Regions from separate parts of the Mus musculus genome. Here region 2 is linked to region 1. The links are chromatin contacts, called in public HiChIP or PLAC-seq maps. All regions are on one chromosome and are shown on one strand. The core of a region is the stretch at or near the end of the contact, and the rest is flanking DNA. Distances in the headings are between cores, read along the strand shown.

Region 1 (7,312 bases), core at 4,562-7,061:
TTACTACGAAGGGGACTGAACTATCCCCAACCCTACCTGGTAGCTCACCCCCCCCCCCCAGGTTCTCAGTTCTACTGCCTTCTCTTGTTCATGGGTGACTCCACTTCTCCAAGCAGATCCAGGCAAGGGGTGGACACTGGCCCGAGGGAGTGCCATGGGATGCATGAAGACTCAGGGATGGCGGCAGAACAGATGACTATATGTGTATGACTGTGTATGTCTGAGTGGAATGGGGAGTCTACCCACCACAGCCAGGTGTCCCCCAACAGAGCCCCAGAATCTGGCTAACTAGACTATCCTCTGAGGCAGAGGTTCTCGGCCTTCCTAATGCTGTGACCCTTGAATACAGTCCCTCATGTTGTAGTGACCCCCAACCATGAAATTATTTTCGTTGCTACTTTGTGACTGAAATGTTGCTCCTGTTGTGAATGGTAATGCAAAGATTTGATACACAGGATAACTGATCTGTGACCCTGTGAAAGGGTTGTTCACACACCCACTAAGAGTCACAACCTACCGGTTGAGAACGGCTGCTCCGACAAGCCTGAAGCCTTTGCCTAAAGCTCAAATGGATACCTTTGCTGGTCACAATGGTGAGGCAAGAACCAACAGACTAAAGACTCCTTAGGCCTCAGAGCCAAGACTCTCAGCCTGTCTGTCACAGCTGATCTACTAGTGACACCACCTCGCTACTTGTCAAGTCTCTGAAGCCCACCTCTGCTCTGGGGTTCCAGAAAGCTCTCCTAACACCACAGCTGTTCCCAACACACATCTACAACACTTGGCTTCTTCAGTGTCGGGGAAATTTTCTGTGCTTCAGGACCATTGCTCCACGAGGGGGGGGCGGATGGTACTGAATGGGGCACAGCTACTCCCGCCAGGGCTTCTTGCTTCCCCTGAACCCCCAGGCAAAGGCTGGGCAGCCTGTTCAAACCTGATGATCAGAGAGGTAAAGAAAGCCTCAGGAGACACATACAGTCGTAGGCACAGAGCACCCCTCTTCCCTAACCCTGTAGTTTCCCCAATGAGTAAGAAGACATTGGCTGCATAAGCATCATCAGATGCCCACTACAGGAGCAGAACGCGGGTCTCATTTCCCTGAGGACATCAAGCCTCTCTAGGGACCCCAAGCAAGTGTCAGCATGGTGCTACAGAGACAGGAGTGGGGTGGGGTGGTGGGTGGGGTGCTTAGGTAATACTTAGCAGTCTCTGTGTACCCATTGATTCGTTCTTTCACATGTTCAATATTGTGCACCAAGACCACCAGACTGACCCAGTCAACACCCCCGGAAGCCGGCACTCTAGCTTGGCTTCCCACGGTCATTCACTGGAAGGTGCAGGAACTCTAAGTGTGTAAAGAAGAAACAGTGTCCCAGCAGTGACAGCCACCTGACTGCATGGGTGACAAGGGCTCTAGGGAGGGAGGGAGTTCTAGGAGAGAGAGAGCAGAAGCTCTTCAGTTAGGATGTGGGCAGGGGTCAGGTAAGGCTGGGCTTCCCCACAACTGTGGGATCCTAACCAGACCCAGCAGTGCTCCCACCTGGCACCAGACGCCCCTCAACTCCACAGAGATAAGCTCTCTGACTCCTCCATACCCATACTTCCTCAGCTGCAAAAGAGGATAACAGTGACAACTATATCTCCATATGCACAAAGCCTCAGAGAACATGGTCTGGCACAAAGTGACCACCCTCTGTTGCTCCCTAAACACATGGTGACAGTTCATGACAGGGTCATGGTCAAAGTGTCAAAGGTTCTGGGTGGGGGAAGCTGCTTGGGTTCTACCGTTCTGAGTCTGGGCCTGTGATCTAATCAATCCCACCACTGCCTAACAACAACCCCAAGATTCCCAGGGGAGGATGACAGACCTCGATGTGACATCACCTCCCAGGCACTGCCAGGACACCGAGGCTGCCACCACACCTGGCTCCACAGTCCCTCCTCACCTCTGCCGAAGTCCCGACCACACCTCACTGGAAGCCTGAGTGGCCCTTAAGCTGCTCTAGAACTTAAACATGTGCCCGGGGCAGACATGTGTTTGCTTAAACAAACAAGCAAATGAGAAGGTCTCAGATGCCCAGAGCCACAAAAGAAAATACGCAGGGGCTCATGTAACAGTGGGAAGCTATTTACAGCAGACGGTCAGCAAAGGCCCCTTTGAGGAGGTGATGTTCGATGGTGCCACGGGATCGGGGAAAAAAAAACATTCCAGGTCAGGGAAGGTGCGCAAAGAAGCTAGCGTGGCCAGAGGTGGTAAGATATAGGGGTAGGCAGGGCAGGGCTGGCGCGTGAAAGCAGAGGTTGAAAGGTGGGCAAGGCTGAAACTACAGAAGCCCCCCTCCCCCTCCCCATCCCCGTAGGCCAGAATTATTACTTATTTTTCTACTAAATTTCTACTACTTATTTTTCTTCTAAATGTTCAGGAAGCAGTGGAACTTTCAGCAGGGGGAGAAGGGGATTGTCAGGGTCCACAGATCACTTGGCATTCTGAAAACCCCCCCGCCATGGTTCACAGAGACAAGGCCTGGACTAGAAAAGTAAATGACGGTCCTTATGGGGCAGTGACCATGTCCTGAGCACATGCCCAGGACATGCCTGGCCGGGCGGGAGACCTCAGAGCCACTGTTATTATCTCCCCCCATCATGGTGAGATAAGGACAGCGCCCACTGTACAGGTGGAAGCTCACAGAGGTACAGGGCATGCTCAGAGATCTGAGACACAAATGCTAAAGAGCCTCTGATACTCTCAATCCCTAGGAACGTACCCGAAGCCTTGGCTTTTCTCCTCTGTTGGTATTCAAAAGTGCCAGGGTTACATTTGCATCTCATATCTGTCCAACCTGGGCTGGGGGGAGCTGGACTGATTGGATGGATGGAAGGATGGATGGACGGACGGACGGACGGACGGATGGTTGATGGGACAGACAGGACTACTGAACTGACCCATAGACTAAGAAGTGGACAGTGGAAGAACAAATGAATGGCCTAGTCACAAATGAGAGACTATACAAACAGTAAGAATACAGAGCAACAAGAGAAGAGGCAAGGAATGGCTGCCTAGGGAAGGGCAGGGCTAAGCTTGCTTTAGACAGAGGCCACAGCTTGCTCACACAGCAGTTTCTTCCCACCTAAGACCAAGCTGGCCTCTGTTTCCCAAGGTCACCGCAGACTATCCCTTAGCCCCTAGGGCCAACTTATCTAGTGTAGCCATTACCCGCCAGCCCCTGCACCAGCTAGCTCCCCTACACCCAGCCCAGTGTTTCACTCTCTCTCTCTGAGCATTTCACAGAAAAAAGGAGACAGGAGATCGGGGCTCCAGAACAAGCTAGGGCCAGACTTGGAGCCAGTGCTTTCCTCTCCGAGTCCAGATGACCTCCGGGGCCTTTTCATCTCTGACATTCTTTGGGGTGGGAGTAAGCCTCTGGATTTTTACACAGCCACTGGGGTCAGCAGAAGAATTTCAGACCAAAAACTAGAAGTTGGGAAAGGTCCTGCCCACAGCACCACCCACTTAGGAAAGGCCCACACAAGGAGTCTGCAGGCCATCCCTCCTCCGTCACTGCCCAGCCTCTCTAAGCCTCAGTTTCTTAATTTTAAAATGAGTTCAACTGCCCCCACCTGAACATCTGACCTCAACTCAGTTTTGGGGAGCGCCTGACATGGCTGTAGCCACATAGGACATGGTACACACTGTGACATTTGATTTCCTGAAATGTGATGATAATGGGGTCCAGGGGGAAAGGAAGGGGGCCACACTGTCTATTCCTGTTCAGTTTTGTCTGAAGCAAACCATGCTGGGGGTGAGAGCGCTCCAAAACAGAGAACCCAAACGTGGGTTCCAGTCTCAGCTCTCCTCTACTGGGCAGAGTAGTGACTCTTGGGCCTCAGTTTCTCCATCTAAAACCTTGTTGGTTCAGAACCGGGTGACCCAGGCATGCCTAGCTCTGCAGCTCAACGCTCTCAGGCCTTGTTCCCACTGGCTGCCCTTGGGGAGCTCACATTGGCCTGGTGAAGCCAGGACACCGCTCTGAAAGGAGACTTTTCCCTCCAGGAAATGGGGGGAGGGCCCTAGATAAGCACAAAGGCTCAGAGCATCCTCCTAGGACAGAGTCTCCCCCAAAAGGGGAAAAGACCACATTCAGATTTTATGGGCCTGGCCTCATACCACTCTGCTGCCTGTACAGTCACCAGCCAGTCCAGTCAGCCACTTCAGAAACTCAACTGATGTCCAATCAGGAGACTTCAAAGTGGCAGGCCGGGTGGCAGAAAGGAGTTAACACAAGCAGAGGACAGGCCCAGAACACAAGGGCCAGGCAGTCAGCTACTCCTATGTATATCGGGACCCACAGGAGCTGCAGGCCTGTACCCAGCTAAAAACCCACCACTAAGGACATTCATCAACAGAGGCCATCTCTGGAGGCTAAGAAGACCACCCATACCTGAAGGGGGTTCTTCCACTGCAATCAACCAGACTTGCCCCAAGAGGGGGCTACCAAAACTTCCTGTCCACCAAGGGGGCTCTGGCCACCCATGAAGGGGCAAGCCTCCCTCCATCTCCAACACACACACAGCTCCTAAAGGATCCACACTGCTGGAGGACAGGGTGGCAAGAAGGGTCATGTCCTCATGACAGGGATCTTAGCTCCAAACCCTGGGCCCACTTTATGCCCCTAGAGCCAGCCAACTCCCCCAAATCTGGGGCTACAATATAGTTCCTTACAATACCACTTTGATACAGAGCCTCGTCCAAACGACTCCTCCCAAAACCTCTCACCTCAGCCCTACACACACACACACACACACACACACACACACACACACACACACGACATCCCCACCCACGCAGTTCTGGGGAAACCGGCAGTTAACTTTTCCCAAAAACCCTGCAAAGGCGACTAGCTAGGTGGGAAGAAACAGAGAAATGGGCCCCCATATCCTTTCGCGGCATCTCAGGGCCCTCAGGGGAAGAAAAAAAAAATCTTAAAAAAAAAAAAAAGCAAGAAAGAAAAGAAAACTTTCAGAGTTAACTTTAAATTCCCAGCCCCCTCCCCCCAAATCACCCGGCAGCTTCTCTCCCCCTTATTTTTTCCTTTAAAGTGTAATTGTATTGTGTCTCACCTCCCCGAAAGGCTCCCGGCTCTCTCCAAAGAAAAGGAAAAAAGCCAACCCTTCGGGTGCCCCCTCTGCTTCCAGCCGCCTCTCCCACATTCTCAGACAGTTTTATTAAAATCTTCAGACAAAAGAAAAACAAAAATGGCAGCCTGGCTTATTTTTAAAACAGGACAGGGACGCCATATTCTGCAGATCTGCAAAAAAACGGAGAAATCCGGCACTGGCCGCTCCACCGGGCCGGCTGCAAAGTGCGCGAACCGCGCCGTTTGCAATCCGTTTATTTGCATTAAGCCCCATGAATCATTGTTTACCGGAGAATTGCAGCAGGTTTGAATAGCCCGGCTTAGGAAAACACACACGCACACACTCGGAGACGAACCCCAGACACGCCGCGGGAGACGCTGCCTACCCCGCGCGCGCAGCCGCCGCAGCCACGGCCGCCCCGGGGCCCGGCCCGAGGCACCGGCGACCCCCGGGCCCACGCAGCGCGGCCGCCCCGCGCTGACAGCGCTCGCGCCCGCCCGGCCCCCGCCCCGCAACTCGGCGCAACTTTCCCGCGGGCGGGCCCGCTCCCCCGCGCGCCCCGGGCCCGCACGGACCTGGCAGTGCTGGCGGCGCTCCGGGACGCGGCCGCAGCCCCGAGCCCGGCGGCCCGAGTAGGGCCGGGCTGGGGGCTCCCGGCTTCGGCGGTGGCGGCGGTGGCGGCGGCGCGCGGCTGGGGCTCGGTGCGGAGCGGCGCGCAAACCTTCCGGGTCGCCTGCTGTTCACTTCTGGGTTCTGCAGGCGCCGCGGCGGCGGAGGCCGGCTGTGCAGCCGCGCGGCCCCGGCGCGCTGGGCCCCGCGAGCGAGCCGCGTCCGGCCCCCCGCCTCTCGGCTGCGCAGCCCGCCCGGCCCCGGGGCTCCGGCGAGTGGGCAGCGCCCGGCGCTGGCGACGGCGAGGGGAGGGGGCCGGCGGGGCGGGGACGGGCCGCGCGCTGGGGGCCCCCGCTCGGCCCCGGGGCCTCGTCTCGCGCTCGCCGCCGCCGCCGCCAAGGAAAGTTGCGCGGCGCCCCCTGCCCGCGCCGCGCCGCGCCGGAGGCTGAGCCACAAAGGAACTCCGCGCCCCCCTCCGCCCGCCCGAGCCGCGCGGGGAGGGCACCGGCGCCCGGCCCTAGGACAGCCCCTTCCCCAGCACGGGGGCTCCCGGGGCCCGGGCGGCCGCGGCCATTGTCCCGCCCAGACTCCGCTCCCGGGTGGCGGTGGCCTGGGGACCCGGGACTGGCTGGTCACGCTGCTCTCGGGAGGGGTGGGGGTGTCCCTCCTTGGGAAATCGCAAGCTGGTGCAGACCCCCACGGTGCTCCCCCCCCCCCCCACACACACACCCGGTGACAAACGGCCAGGCTCAAGATCCCTGCTAAGATTTTGGTTATTTATTTCTGAAGAAAGGACGTGGGGGCGGGGTGGGGTGCAGAAGTTTGCACAAGCCAGGACACCGCTTCCCAACCCTAGGCCTGAGTCTCAGCGGTGGGGCGACCAGGAGCTGACAGCACTTCTAGAAAGTCTATCAGAGGTGGCACCGCCTGTCCCCCCAGCTCCAGACCTCAGAGCCATCTGCGCGACTCCTCCTCCCGCCTCACCCTCCCCAGCCAATCAGTCACCAAGTCCTCTTGATTCGGCCTCGCGGGCTGTGTCAACTTCTAAACTTCACTTCTACCTGAGGAGGCAGGCATTCCCGATTCCGAACCCGCTTAGATTTCTGTGGCACACTCTGCTGTCCACCTGCAGGCCTAGAGGATCAGGGCTGCCTCTGCCGTCCTAAGCATCCCAGAGAAGGAAGGACACAAAAAACCATCCTGCTTTCTGGGAAGTATAAGTTCATAGGCACGTGCGCTAGTTGGCTGGGAACACAGTTCTAAAAAGTGTGGACAAAGTCGCTGTCCTCGTGAGGATTCCAGTTTAGCACAGGATGTCACACATTGGGGAAGCTGGAGGGTGGGACCCACGGAGGTCGTTGGTTCCTTCTCAAAGCATCAAGCACACAATTCCGGGCATAGGGCAGAGGCACAATAAGCAAGCGGCAAAAATTAACTGGAATGATATGGTATTGACAACACAGAGAAGGCTACTCTCCTAGAGAGATAGGGGCTGTTTTCAGAACATGGCTCTGGGATGAGCCTGGAGAAGAGAGGAACACCTTTGTTCTGAAAACAAAAAGACTAG
Region 2 (6,625 bases), core at 3,629-6,128, 200 kb before region 1:
GTCTGCATAGCTCATGGCTCCAACATTTCCACTTGACTGTCCTCTAGATACCTCATATTCAATGGGTCAAAACCAAATGTACCTTCCCCAGCAATCAGGGGGCCGAGGCAGGAAGATTCTAAGTTTAAGACCAGCTTGAGCTACAATAGCAAAAAATAAATACATACATACATACATACATACATAAAGCAAATAAACAATAAAATCCTAGTTGCCATCTTTTGTGGCAAGCTCCACAAAAACTACATGCTCCCTGATACAAGACTTGTCCTTGGTCACCAGCTTTTGTGGCATCTCATGCTCTCCCTTGCAACCATGATCACCCTATTGTAATAACCACAGTGCCCAGACCACAGCTTCTGAAGGCTCTAGCACAGTACTCAGTGCATGGAGAAAACAAAGCAGACAGTGATGTTGTGAGCTCATGAGGACCGGAGCACACTAGCCAAAGGACAACTGGTGGCCTGCCCACATCAAAAAGATTCCTCTCTCCCCGACTCCCACCTTCCCGTGGCACTATCTTTTATTACACTCTGTGGAGACACGTGCACGTTGGCACCTATGGAGGTACAGCCTCTCTGATGACACCCATACTGGGTTCTCTTAGAAAACAAGCTAGTCGTCGAAAGTCTAATGGCATAAGACACACCCAACAGGAGGCCACTGGCTGCATCCAAGTAGGAATGGCACAGCAGGACCAGAGGCAAAGGATGGCAGCATCTGGTATTCTGGGCCATCTGACTAGGATGGGTAGAGGCAAGGGTAACAAAAGATAGAGACTGAAGCCGGGCGTGGTGACGCACGCTTTAATCCCAGCACTTGGGAGGCAGAGACAGGCGGATTTCTGAGTTCCAGGCCAGCCTGGTCTACAGAGTGAGTTCCAGGACAGCCAGGGCTACAAAGAGAAACCCTGTCTCAAAAAACAAAAGCAAAAACAAAAAGATAGAGACTGGCCAAAAAGACTTCCATGTACGTAGGAAGATGCTTAGAGAACACAGGGCCACCGGGCTACTTCTGGCTATCCCTCTGCTACATGTGGCTACATGTCACTTCCTCCAGGCATTCCTTGGTGTGCTCTATCATGCCCGGCCACCATCCCTGCTCCTCCCAAAGCAGCTGATACATGGCTCTGAGATAAATGCTCACCCATGGTTTGCAGCCACCCACCCCTACAATGGACAGTGCCACTGCACTGAGGTATACCAGGCCAGTATGGGACCCAGCCTCATAGACAACAAATACCAGTGCCATTAGAGATTTTGTTGTCTTGTATTAAATATGTAAATCTGTTACATCAAAAGTCTAGAATGTCCATGATTTATATTGAAGAATTAATGTTTCATAACTTTTTTTAACACACATTTTCCCAACACACTAATCCAAACACACAATCTGTCACTGTCATACACAAGGAGTAACCTGTCAGGCATTCACAGAATACCCACCATATGCCCTGCACTGTACCGGGAGCTACAGATCCAACAGTGGCTGGGACAGAAAGTCCCTTCAGCCTTCACAAAGTTACAGTCTAGGAACAGACAGTAAGTTGGCAAGCAAAGACTCCTACACTCCTGCATAAAGGAGACACCCGCCAGGCAATGACGCCACCAGTCACCAAGCCAGAGCCGAGGACATCTTCTGGGGGAGAGAGATCCGAAAAACCTCAAAAGTTCATTTCAAACAAATGGAAGAAACCCTTGTCAGAATCATATATCGATCTATCCATATGGCCTAGACTACGGTGGGGGAAGGGAGGTCCACACTGTCAGTCAGGAGCGTGGCAAGAGCATTCTCCAGCCCTGAGGCCTCCAGAGATACACCGAGGCCTCCAAGAGGTGCCTTTTATCCACACTAAGTACAGTCCTAAACATTCTCCATCTAGATTTGCACAGAATCCTCCAGACAAGGAAGTAGAGGGACCGTCACTGACCTATAACACCCATGACCCAGGAAGACCAGAATGGAAACGGGCTGTCTCCAATTCTTCTGCCTCGTGGTCACACTAGAAAACCTGAGCTTATGCCAAGACTGAGTGCTCACTGAGTCCTTAACAAAGGACTCCCAAGCTATGATGTATAGAGAGAAACAGAACTTCTCAAAGAGAGAAGGTAGGGAGAGGGGGGAAAAGAGAGAGGGGGGAGAAAAAGTCCTAAACCCACCAAGTGTCTGAGCTAGGACCTAGGCCCAGGTTAGTCTCCCACCATTTTCCGTAATCCCGTCACATCCTCCTACCTGCTAGAATCATGCCACGGGAGACAGACAAGAACATCCATGGAAGAGTGAGACTTCTGCCTCTTAGCTGCTGTGTCACACCGTGCAGGTCAGACAGCCTCCTGTCCTACCCAGCTCTTATCACAGGCTAACTTGTGAAACAAGAATAGAATAAGCAGGCAGCGAGCCTGAAACGGAAAAAGTAAATACGGGCAGGGACTGTGACCCATCGTGGAGCCCTAAGAGGACGGCGAGCCCAGGACGTCCCCGGTTCTTCAGTCTTCTCCAAGAGAAACCAGACCTCTAGAGTTCACATGCTGGCAACGGCCAGAATTGCTTCAGACACGTGAGGGACTTCACCCCACGTGGGCTGCCACTATGTCTCCTCTTGTGGTGCTACTCCTCATGTCTCCGCTACTCCCCGCCTGCTTTTCTTTTTGTGAGCCTTTCTTGGCACTGAATGGAAGCAGCGTGTCTTTCCTACAGCATTATTCCAGACAGAAGTCTGAATAAATAAATCACAAAGGTTTCACTTCCAGTTCCCAGAAAGACTTAGGAGGGGTGCAGAGTCCCCAAATGATGAAAGGGTACTCAATCAAAATCAGGGCCACCAGAATTCACTGTATAAAATTCTCACATTTAATTTAAAAACAAAAAAACAAAAACCTTTTTTTTTTTAAGTTGTTCCACTTTACCACAGGGAAGCTGAGCGGGGCCTTGGCAACTGGGTACTGGATGTGAATGCGGAGCTAAGTTCCCCCCCCCCCTCCACCCACTCCTGTGACAACAGAGGAGGAGAGAAGATGCTCCCTCGGTCCAGAGAGAGGACCAGATTGGTTGGGATCCTCTAAGCAGCTGGGAGCTCCCAATGGTTGTCAGTCCTACTGGGCTAACTATGCAATCTATGGCTGTAAGAGGGGAGACTCGCATCTAAGGACTGGAACTGGGGGTGGCAGATAGGCCTCACTTAGCCGACCATCCTCCATCATGGGGGAAGCTACCTAGAGGAGTCTGCTGAGAAATGAGCTCCATATGGATATATGTTGTGATCAATTAGCAATGGCTGCCGGGCCTCAGGTAAAGGAAGCCGCTGTATGCATCCCTATGTGTTGGCCAACACTGTCCTTAAGCCCCCAACAACCTCAGCTCCCAGCAGATATCGATGTCAGGAAGAAGATTGAAGCTCACAGCCCTGGAAGTCCGTAGCCATTTTCAAACGTGGTCTAACAAAGCTCCCCCTGAGAGTCTTTAGCCCACATTCACCAAGTCTTTACTCATTTGCTGGATCTACATTAGATGTCTGCTGTTCTGGGCTGGACCAAAGAAAATGGAGATGATCCAGACACTGCCTGCCCTGATGAAGCTATCTAGTGGAAGAGACAAATAATAATAATGATAATTAATAAATTTAAAAGTCACAGATAATTATATTAATCCAATGTCATAAAGAAAGTGTGATTTGGGAGCTGGGAAGTTGGAGGTGGCAATTTGCTTAAGGAACTGTTGATTTGGTTCTTGAGTACAACGCAGAGAGAATGGGGGAGGGAGGTTACAGCAGAGAGGCAGGCTATGAAATAGTAGAGAAGCAAAATGGCCCACCTGGAGAATGGGAAACACCTTGGCAGCCCCGGAGCGTGCAGTATGGGAAAAGTGGGCTGCAAAGAGCATTATGAAGAATCTACTAGATCAGATTCCATTCAACACGTGTTGCATGCCAGGGATGGATTCCAAGCTGGAGAACAAACGGAAGGTATACAGTTGAGGGTTTCAACAGATCACACTAGCTGCAATGTTTCTCCGAGTTGGAGAAATGAAAATGTGGACACTTCTGCAGAGGCTCCCGGAAGACAGAGGTCATTTTAAGAGATACTAAAGAAATGGCAAGCCTCGAACAGTGTACAGCAAACGGCGTGGATGAAGAAGAATGCAGGCGCAGGTGGAATCAGCTGGTAAAACAAGTAGGTCAGTGGGCGGGTCAGCAGGGGTGGGCGGGTCAGTCGAGGGTGGGCGGGTCAGTAGATAAAGATGCCTTTCACTTCTATCAGTTATGAGGAAAGAAGTACAGGTTTGGGATTGAACACAATAGCCAGTCCCGTCACAGATGACATGAACGCAGGTGTCGAGAATGAAGCACTATTTTAAGGTCAGACTTTCCGCTCAGGGCCTCTTCACTTCTTTGCCAGGGCCCTTGAGTTCTCTCTTCCCTTGATTGTGCTTTTCTAGACCCTAAGGTAACTTCCCCTCACAGCCAAAACGCATCTCTACCACCTTACCCACAGACCTCGGTAAGACCCGTCTCACTGCCCGCCTCTCCAACTCACTCTTCATCCCGACCCCTCGGTGACCCTGCCCATCTCCACACGCTGCAGCCTCTGCCCGCCCGCACTCCCGCCCCGACACACACACACACACACACACACACACACACACACACACACACGCCACGATGCTTGCTTTCCCCTCTCACCTTCCCAGCTCCCCTCCCCCGCGGGTACCACCACCTCCAAAGCCTCCAGCCCAGCGCCTGATTCTCAACTGCACCCCATCCGCCACCCAGACTCACCCACAGAGACACCCACTTCTCAACAGGCCGGAAGTGCTCCCGGGCTCTTGCAGGGGATGCTGGGACGCATAGTCCCAGCGCCGCCAGCCCTGGAACCCGATCTCTGAGACCACAACTCCCAAAAGGCAACGCGCGAGCACCGGTGGCCACTCCTCTATCGGCCGCCTCTCAGATGACGTCAGCCAATGAGTGCCTCATCTTCTCAGGCGCTCTGGTACCGGAACAAATCTTGCAGGGCCAATGCCTGGGGGGGTGTAGCTCGATACTATTCTCTTCCATTGGTTCTGCGGTGACGGTGCCGCCTACTGGGTGGAGTCTAGATTAGAAGGGCGTGGGGTCGGGGTCTACTGAAGAAGCGTGGGGCCCCCTGGGTTGAGCTGGAGAGAGTAGGGAAAAATAATAAAAAAAGGAAAGAGGGTGAATACAGTGACCATCTATTGGGCAAGAGAGAGTTTGTCTGTTGTAACTACAATTTCAAATTCACAAATTCACAACTTAGTTGAGTGGTTTGGCAGAGTTCTATATCTCACCTCTTCACTTGTGAAGTAAGAATAATAGCATTCATGTGACAGGTTTATGTGAGGCATCAGTGAGGCAATAAACCTAGAACTGTTAATTCGGATCCAGGATCCAACTATAGATAGCAGATACTAGCCATTTTTATGTAAATTAGTCTTACGGAGTTTGAATCCCTGGGTGTCAGAAACACGTTAATCCCTGTAGCTGAATAATCTTAGTGTAATACTTAGTTGCTTTGTTCCACGGTCCTGGCTAGTTTCATGCGAACTTGACACGAGCTTGAGTCATCAGAGAAAAGAGAGATTCCGTGAAGAAGATGCCTTCATAAGAGGGACTATGGGAGAACTTGCGGGACTTTCTCGTAATGATTGATAGTGGAGGGCTCAGGCAATTGTGGGTGGGGCTACCCCTGGGCCGGTGGTCTAGGGTTCTGTAAGAAAGCAGACTGAGCAAGCCAGTAAGCAGCGTTTCCTCCATGGCCCCTGCATCAGCTCCTGCCTCCAGGTTCCTGCTTTGTGGGAGTTCCTATCCTGGCTCCCTCCAGTGACAGATTACAACGTGGAAGTGTAAGCCGAATAAACCCTTTCTTCCCCAAGTTGCTTTGGTCACTGCGTTTTGTCATAGCAATAGAAACCCTATGATAAACACTGTAAATACTCTTGAGGTATGAGCCATCTAATAGGAAGCTGGAAATGTGGGTCTTGTAGTCAGTCAGCCATAGATTCAAACCCCAATTCATACATCCCATCTGTATGTCCTTGAACAAACAAACAACTCCATCACGATTGTCTTTTTTTTTTTTCAGCTGTAAAATTTAGGTGACAGAACAAAACCTCCATCTCAGGGTAGGTTCCTGGGAGATTAAAGATAATATGTAGGTAAAACATGGAGTCCAGCCACTTGCTTTCAATGTGGGATCTATGCCTTGATACTCCCTAGCTGCAAAGCCTCCAGCAAACTCCAAACGCCTCTTTTGTAAACATGTTTGTGTGGATAGATGCACTGTGCATGCAGGTGCATGTGCCTGTGGAGGCCTGAGGTCAAAATGAATGCCCTTTTTGGAGCATTCTCCACCCTGATTACTAGAGTGAGGGTCTCTTACTGAACTGAAGGATCCAGCTAGGTTAGCTAACCCATGAGCTCTGGGAATCTGCCTGTCTCTGCCTCCCCATCCCACTTGCCAGTACAGGCGTTACCTATGGCACTGACACTCCTGGCTTTTATATGAATGCTGAGGACCTGAACTGAGACCCTTATTGAACATGTGGCAGGTACCTTATCAATTGTGCTACCTCCCTGTGGTGACTTGAATATCCTTGGCCCAGGGAGTGG

Evidence for each region. HiChIP or PLAC-seq counts read pairs in DNA pulled down with a chosen protein or histone mark.
Region 2: a contact with region 1 is called in an H3K27ac HiChIP or PLAC-seq map of T-cell acute lymphoblastic leukemia, with 12 times the contacts expected there. The contact joins the promoter of Zscan20 here to the promoter of Zfp362 in region 1. A contact is called at or near these places in 11 of 39 promoter capture datasets (the 3T3-L1 cell line, the C10 cell line, the HPC-7 cell line and 7 more), 15 of 484 Hi-C or Micro-C datasets (B cells, CD4 T cells, CD8 T cells and 10 more), 16 of 115 datasets of contacts at active chromatin or transcription factors (T-cell acute lymphoblastic leukemia, bone marrow-derived macrophages, craniofacial prominence and 11 more) and 5 of 9 other capture datasets (adipose tissue, embryonic stem cells, liver and 2 more).

Annotation. Positions count from the first base shown.
Region 1 is chr4:128,800,301-128,807,612 of GRCm38.p6, forward strand. It overlaps Zfp362 (zinc finger protein 362), which reads right to left and starts at 5,812. Exons shown (of 9, transcript NM_001081098.1): 1 at 5,712-5,812.
Region 2 is chr4:128,605,220-128,611,844 of GRCm38.p6, forward strand. Zscan20 (zinc finger and SCAN domains 20) reads right to left here and starts at 4,879. Exons shown (of 8, transcript NM_177758.4): 1 at 4,775-4,879.